Regions from separate parts of the Macaca mulatta genome. Here region 2 is linked to region 1. Evidence: chromatin contacts called from public Hi-C data. All regions are on one chromosome and are shown on one strand. Each heading gives the region's core, a stretch centred on a gene start, on an enhancer-like site or on the middle of the called end of the contact. The rest is flanking DNA. Distances are from core to core; before and after follow the strand shown.

The links. A called contact is a pair of places that touch in the nucleus more often than the background predicts.
Region 2: a contact with region 1 is called in a Hi-C map of liver, with 4 times the contacts expected there. The contact joins the promoter of SSR1 here to the promoter of RIOK1 in region 1. A contact is called at or near these places in 5 of 14 Hi-C or Micro-C datasets (CD4 T cells, cortical neurons, fetal cortex germinal zone and 2 more).

What each region holds. Positions count from the first base shown.
Region 1 is chr4:175,807,183-175,811,291 of T2T-MMU8v2.0, forward strand. It overlaps RIOK1 (RIO kinase 1), which reads right to left and starts at 1,920. Exons shown (of 17, transcript XM_015135521.3): 1 at 1,626-1,920. The coding sequence starts at 1,696. It overlaps CAGE1 (cancer antigen 1), which reads left to right and starts at 2,425. Exons shown (of 14, transcript XM_078000964.1): 1 at 2,425-2,437. The coding sequence starts at 2,425.
Region 2 is chr4:175,882,770-175,886,878 of T2T-MMU8v2.0, forward strand. SSR1 (signal sequence receptor subunit 1) reads left to right here and starts at 1,678. Exons shown (of 8, transcript NM_001258152.1): 1 at 1,678-1,861. The coding sequence starts at 1,783.

The DNA of each region.
Region 1 (4,109 bases), core at 670-3,169:
CCAGTTGTGACAAATAAAAACGTCTCCAGAAATTGCCAAAAGTCCCCTGGGTAGAAGTCCGGATGGCAACATCTTCCCTGATGGAAAATCACTGGTGTATCCTTACAATACCCTGGGGTGAATGGTAAATTAGTGTCCTCTTATTACCATTAACTACCCACCAGCTGTGCTGGCTGTGTTTCTTCTGCTGCTTAACTTCTTCCCTAAGGCTTTTTGTACACTTCTCTGTAACCATAAAACTGGAATGCCCTTCCTCTTTCTCTGGCTAACCCCTACTCATCCATCAGGTATCAGCTCACTATCACTTGCTCAAGGAAGTTTTCCCTGTTTTTCACCTACTTCTCCTTTGCACTACTTACCCAATTCGAATACAAATAGCCTAATTATTTAATAATATCGGTATCCCCTGCTAGGGTGCAAGCTCTGTGTCATTCAGGAGGGTGTTTACCAATGCCTCCCTACGACCTAAGACTAGATCTGACACACAGAAAGCAGTCAACATACATATATTTATTTAAAAATCCCCAATAATTAATAAAATCTACATGTAATGAATCCTTACTGTAAACATAAAGTATAAACTGTTTTCTTGGAATTCCAAAATAACTCCAATATGTTTCATTTTGCTTTTAGGCAGGAGTTATCCTTCATTCCTCTTTCCCCAGACCCCACCTCCAATCTACCACCAAACCCTGCCACTTCTACCTCCAAGACATATCTTCAGGATCTGAGCTCTAGTCCCCACCATCTTTGAATCTGATTACCTTATTACTTTTAAACTGGTCTCTCTGTTCCACTCCCACCCTCCATGAACATCATCTACATAGAAGAATGATTCCTTTAAATCACTAATGTCATTCTTCTGCTAAAATCCCTCCTATGGCTTTCCGTAAGACCCAGATTAATATCTGAACTTTTCGCCATCACTTGTAAGGGTCTCCATGATCTGGCCCCCCTTCTTACTTCTCTATCATCACCCTACCAATCTTCTCAACTACCTCCACTGTGCTCTAGGCACTCTGGCCTCGGGGCCTTTGCTCTTGCTGTCCCTTCTGTGTGAAATGCTGTTCCCTCTGCTCTTGCCAAGATTAGCTCCTCGTCATTCAAATCTGGACTTAACCTTTCCCTACCCATTCAGTCAGCACTTGGTATATTAAACGATTTGCATAGTCTACATCATTATTTGGTTTTTAAATGGTGTGCCCTCTCTTTCACGTAGAAGGTAAAGTTCCATGACAGCAGGAAGTTGGTTCGTCTTGTTCATCACCATCTCCGGCGCCCAGGACAGAACGAGGTACATATTAAGTGCTTAGTATTTGTTGAACGCTAAATGTGGTTAAAGCGCAAAAACCCATGTCTCCTAATCGCTATCCCCAACTCTGCCTTCCAGTGACGCTAACCGACCTGAAAACCGCAGACTCCCTTGACAAGCGGCTTTCACTAACTGCCGCGTGAACGGGGAGAAAGACCCAGTGGGGATGCAGAAACAGGCAAAAGGTTGTCAAGAGAGACGCTGAGTGATGAACCACTAGTCTCCCTCTAAACTACAAACAAGAATCCACGCCCCAAGGGGGCGGACAAGGTGAGAGCAGTAACCAGAGCCAGGGCACTGTACGGCCGCCTACCTGTCAGAGGAGTCCGCGTCGTCGAACTGCCCGGGGACCACCCGGCTCATAAGAAAACGCCGGTAGTCCATGGCTGCAGGGCGCCGCCGGAGGCCGCCGCTCTGCGCTGGGACAGGAACGGCTCAGACGGAGGTACCCACGGCCGATCCAACGGCCTCGGCGTGGATCTCCGCCTTGTAAAGCATTCAGAAGCCAACAGTGGCCGCCACGTGCGACGGGAAAACGGGACCAACAGGTCCACCACCCTACCACCCCAACCGGAAGCCCCGCTCCGCCTCGCCCGGAAGTCTGGCTTGAGCGGAAGTCCTGCCCCTGCGCCGGGCTGAGAGTCCGGCGCTCGCTCTGAATGCGGGGTGGTATTGGCTTGTGGGTGTTTTGTGCTCCCGGGCAGGCGTGTTGAGTAGCTGGCCCGGCGAGGCCCGTGCTGGCCGTTTCTTCTCGGAGTTTTGGGGTTTTTTTCCCCCACTTTGTGTTTACTGCGGCAGGAGGCGCCAGCTAGCCCGCAGGCTGTTCGGCCTAGGGGGTCGTAACCTCCCAATTTCACCACTCTCTGGGAAGACAGACCCGAGGCCGTCCCCCGCCGCACCCACAGTGGTTCGGAACTCGCGGGCTGCGCCGGTCCCCGCGGAGATCCCCGGGCGCGGGCGGACGTCACACAGGGGCGTTCCAGCACTCCGGGAGCTCCATTGCGAGTTGGTGAGAGTCCTCGGTGGAGGAGGTTGGAAAGCGTTCTCCCTCCCGCAAAACCCGGTGCAGAGGGAGGGAGCGCCAGGTCCGTAGCGTGGGTCCAAGAAACTCTATGGATCCTGGAAGTGAGCACACTTTTGTGTCTTAAAAAGTTTGGTGTCTCGTTTTGAGGTGAAAAATGAATGAGATAAGTGCTTTTTAAAAAGGTAAAGTTTGTCGTACAACTGAAAAAGCGTTTAAACAAGATTATAGTTTTTGCCAGTAACGCCCGTGACACCTCTTTTAACTCCTGTCCTAAAACAGCTTTAGAATGTCTGGGACATCTATTCAAACATTTGATAAATATGTTAAAAATCCAACATAAACCTGTAAGGACAAATGAAAGATGGAAAAAATAGCCTAACTTTAAATTAAAAAGAAACTGGCAGATTGTGCAGCGCCGTATGAGGGATGAACAAAGTTGTAGAAATGTAATCGGAAGTGCTGGGTTCACAAACAAGAAAACTTAAGAAACAAGTCCTTTGCGCTGTTTTGCATTGAGAAAACAAAGCAAGAATTTTTCAGATCTCACCACAATCCAGGCAGCATTATTTGAAAGACAAGGGAAAGGTGAGCATGAAGTTGGGCCTTTCACTGATCCTGACTAGTCTGCTTGGCTGGCTTTTTTGTCTTTTACCGAGTGATGACATAGGTTTGAAAACAACTAATTTTCAATAAACTATTCATTCAGACATTCAATAAAAGAATCCAGGCAGATGAGTAATGACTATAAATTGAGAGAGCTTGATAGAAATAAATCATTAGAATGCAGGTTTTATTCAATCAACGTTTGCTGTGTAGACAGCACCGGTCCATTTGCAGTAGGGGATATTGGAAAGCCGTAAGTCTACTCCTCTTCAGACGTTTATGATCTGTAAATACAAACACTAACACCCTTGAAACAGTGGTGAAGCTCTAGAACAGTAAACGAAATCACCAAGTACTGAATTGTAAGATAGAGATTTAGAGGCTGAAGACATTGAAGCAATTTTGAAAATAGATAAATGGGTAGACCAGAAGGTTTTAGGAGAGAAGCACGTGCCAGGGCAGATGACTGAAGCTTAATTCGTAAGGAACATTATCTGTTTGCAGGGAAATGAGCCTGATCTGAGTAGAGCAGGGGAGTACTGGGTAGGTAATGTCACTCCAGGCTATGCATGGCCTGGAAGGACAAGAAGAATTTATAGACTCAATGTGAGTGGCCATCCTTTCCACTCAGCCCCGGAGAGGCCTGAGGAAGTCAGGAGAATGTGGACCAGTGTGGCAACATGGGATAGAAAGAAAGCACAGGTTACTGAAAGACTTTTTTTCTTTTTTTGAGACGGAGTCTCGCTCTGTCACCCAGGCTGGAGTGCGCTGGCGTCATCTTGGCTCACTGCAAGCTCCGCCTCCCGGGTTCACGCCATTCTCCTGCCTCTGCCCACCACCAGGCCCGGCTAATTTTTTTTTGTTTTGTATTTTTAGTAGAGACGGAGTTTCACCGTGTTAGCCAGGATGATCTCCATCTCCTGACCTTGTGATCCGCCCACTTTGGTCTCCCAAAGTACTGGAATTACAGGCGTGAGCCACCACGCCTGGCCCTGAAAGCCTTTTTTAAAGGAGACATGGACGAGACTTGGTATCTGAATAGCCATGGATGATGAGGTAGAGGGATGCCACGACAACTCCAATTTGCAAACACTAGTACCTGAGGGAATAGGCGCAGTATGGGAAAGTGAGGAGGGAAAACTGAGTTACAATGCTGTTTTTGACTTGGTA
Region 2 (4,109 bases), core at 428-2,927, 75 kb after region 1:
TAAAGATGTATTTGTCAAAACACCTGTCAGACGTCAACAACCTCAGAGCAGGTCGCATTTGAAACTCATGAAACGGTGCCTCAAAGTACGGGAGGGAGATTATTCTGAGTCAGTGGAGAACTCAGCAAGGTTCAGTCATCTCAAAACAGGGTCAGCAGCCCTGGTAGTCCTGACATAGAGTGGCAGCATTGGTAGCATGCACAGGAGCAGAGGCAGCAACAAAGTGAGAGGAGGCCCTCCACTTCTGCTGGGCGCCCTAGTAGCAGCAGCAACACAGCAGTGGTGCCACTGGTGGCCTGGCAGAGTGGAATTGGGTTGATTCAGCCCAGCACCTTCAGGCTGTGACTTTAGCAGACAGAAGTAGGTAGTGGTGGCAGTGGCTCCCAACTGCATTTACAGCCCCAGGACAAGGAGACCTGAAGCAGAAACAATGCCGGAGTAGAACAGCAGATGTCCTAGACCAGTAGTGTATGGAATCTGGAAACAGATAGCCTTGATCAAATCTTGCATCTGCCATTTGCTAGCTTTTTGAAGCCTTGAGTAAATTACTAACCTCTCTGGGTCTGTTTTCTCCTCAGTAAATAATATCCAGCTCATAGAGATGTTTAGAAAATTAAATGAAAAAGCACAGTTTAAGGAGGTGACACAATAGTAAGCACATGATTTATTTCCTCATCTTTATGACATCTCACACTGGTCCAGTCCAAGATTACCTAATATTCAGATTAATTTCATGAACTGCTATATTACTCCAGCAACTCAAATCCAAAATAGATGAGAAAGGAACTAAAGAAAATGGACAGCCATTGCTGGACCTATTGTGTAGTTACAAATGCTGACTACATACCAGGCACTGTTTAGGTGACTTTAGGAATGTCACATACAAATCCAGACTTATAATTCTGGAATGTCACATACAAATTTAAGAATTGCTGACCAGGCGCAGTGGCTCACGCCTGTAATCCCAGCACTTTGAGAGGCCCAGGCGGGTGGATCACCTGAGGTCAGGAGTTCAAGATTAGTCTGGCCAACATGGTGAAACCCCATCTCTAGTAAAAATATAAAAATATAAAAATTAGCCGGGCATGGTGGCGCGTGCCTGCAGTCCCAGCTGCTTAGGAGGCTGAGGCAGGAGAATCGCTTGAACCCGGCAGGTGGAGGTTGCAATGAACCAAGATTGCACCACTGAACTCGAGCCTGGGCGACAGAGCAAGACTTCGTCTCAAAAAAATAAAAATAATAATTTTAAGAATTGTCATTACTTAACCATGGGAGAGGGTGTGGGCAGACAAAGATTTTCCACTGTGTATTTTCATGGTTTTGCCTTTGAACGATGTCCTCTCTTCCAAAATTTTTTTTTTGCTTTTAAATGCCACATAAAGGCAGCTCATGTTCTTTACATCGCCGTTATCAAGAGGATCGTCATTCAAATACACTAACCACTGACAATGCTAACTAATTGGGAGTCAAGGACTGGGCGGAAAGATCGGCCAACCGCAGGCTGCCGGCCAGCAACTGCGGCGGAAGGCGGACTCTCGCGGGAGCCACAGAGAGGCCAGCAGCCGGCCACGTGACTTCCGGGCGGCCGGCTCTACCTAAGTCTCCGCGCTGAGCAGCCACGTCGGCGGCGTTTCCCGTTCAGGGGAGGGGCGTGGCGAAGGCCCGTGCGTGGTACGTGTCCCGCCCCTCGCCGCCCGGAGCCCGGATGAAGAGTAACGCCATTACCGCCGGAGCAGCCGAGAGCCCTCCCGGACGGAGACTGGACACTGGACCGGCAGCGCCATGAGACTCCTCCCCCGCTTGCTGCTGCTTCTCTTGCTCGTGTTCCCTGCCACTGTCTTGTTCCGAGGCGGCCCCAGAGGTGAGGCTAAGGAGAGTGTGCGGAGGGGGATGGCCAGGAAGGAGATGCCAGTGACGGCAAGTTTGAAGTTGGAGGCGGTGGCCGCTCCGGGTCTCGGGGTCCGTGTCCACTCCGCTGGCCTCTCTCCGCCCTCTCCCCAAGCCTAGGCTCGTAGCAGCAGGGGCCCCCGCGGGCGCTGGAGACCCCGCTGTGGCCTGTCCCTTGCACGCGGAGTGCGGGGCCGTGTCCGGACGACCTTGCTTCGTGGCCGGCCGAGGGCTGGGCTTGCTTCTCTGGCCCTGGACCCGCGCCTGCAGGAGCGTCCAGAACTGAAGGGTCCTCGGCTGCAGGAGGAGGCGAGGGGGCTCTGGCCACGGCTGCGCTCCGAGCGCGCCGCAGCCGGGCTGTTTCTTTTGGCCGCCTCCGGCTCCGCTCCACCCCCAGCCCCTGGTGCTCAGGGCTGACGTGTCTTTAGCTTCCACGCCGCGAGTCCGTCTTCATTCATTTGCTAAAACTCTTGTTTTCGACACATCTAAGCCATCAGAGTGGCTTTTTTAATGGTCACCTGCCTCGTTCACCCCCTGCTTGACCCGTATGTGTTACTATGATTTCAGAAAAACTACCTTGTCGTCACCCGCGTTATCGGCCCCTGCTGCCAAGCGGACTGAAGAATCCCTTTGGGATGTCTCCCTTACTTCTGCCTTCTTCCTTTCCTTTTCTTTTCATGGAGCAGTTTTTTGTTTGTGGAAGCATCGTGTTGTGCTGAAAAAATGTAGCCTACTTCGAGTGTTTTTAATATGTAGATTTATTCTTTCCAACAATTAACCCAGCATTTAAGTGTGAAAGTAACTTAGCAGAATATAAAAATGAGGCAACTTGACTTCCTGCCCGGGTTTTGTCATGAACTTCGACTTTCTAATTTGCAAAGTGAAATAATTAGGCTGATTAAGCACTAGAATTCCCTTTCATTCTGTAAGTTTAAGCAAGCTGTGTGTCTTAACGGTAGTGACAGGTATCCAGGAGTTGTTTTGCAATGAAAAGTGAAGTGACTGGCTTCTGTTTAATGGCTAGAAAACCAAGTGGGAGAATGAAACAACTGTTAATGCGTTCATCTGCAGGTTTAACAAGATTCTTTTACTTTGGGAGTCGTTTGCTGGTTCTCTTTAAGCTTATTTAAAAAAAAAACTTGACAAATGTAGATTTCATTTTAGAACTATTTAGAACTATTTTCAAGTTGTAAAAACTTTCAAGAAGCATCAATTCATTATCTAAACTGAATTACTATCTTGTAAACATTTTTTGTGAGTAACGATTTTTCTTTTAAAGAAAATGTTCAGTTTTTTCCAGCTGAATGAAGACTGTTAGACTTCATAGGGACAAAATTGTTATTGGTTAACATTAAAATAATAAAATTGTTTAATATCCATGAAAGACCTTTATATTCCAAAGTGCTCAAATTTACAACTTGAAATTACTATGTCAGACATGGATATTTTTCTTACTGGTTTTTGAAAAGGACTTATAAGTTATGAATGCACTATTTTTAGTCTTTGTTTAGCAGGCAGTGAAATCTCTTCAGTTCATAATGCATGGTTCAGTGTTCTTTAATATTTTGCAATAAATCTTAGCGACCAGTGAGAACTCAAAGACATGGAAAAGACTGAAAATGCATGGTCCTTGATGTAAGCTGTTTCTCCTGGGTAAAAACACGCTTCCCTTCCCATGTTTTTCCTCCACAGAATTGCCACATCATCATTTTGTCTGAGAGATGTTGGAAGACATTAGAACTTTGAAATTCTTTTTAGGGTTTTGCCTGAAATAGATAGAATGTGATTTACTTAGAGTACTGTTATCTATAAAACTGTAATTTACTTTTTTTTTTTTTTTTTGCATTATAACTCTACTTTGTAACAGTAAGTTTGAGAAAAATAAAATGCCATAAAGCATGTTTGAAGCCACATGCAAAAATAATTGGATTCTTTCTTTGCTATCAACCCTGAAGCTGCCCGTACCGTTTTTACTAAACAATGTTTTTCGTGCAAGCCAGTTTTTACCACGGATATGATATAGATATTTGTTTCTTGGACTCACAGGCTGTCAAGTTCTAAGAGTTTCAGCTGTAGTCACCTCTGATAACAGTGTTTCCTACATAGAACTTAAGAATGCTTTTTTTTTTTTTTTTTTTTTTTTTTTTTTTGAGACGTCTTGCTGTGTCGCCCAGGCTGGAGTGCAGTGGTGCGATTTCCGCTCACTGCAACTTCTGCCTCCC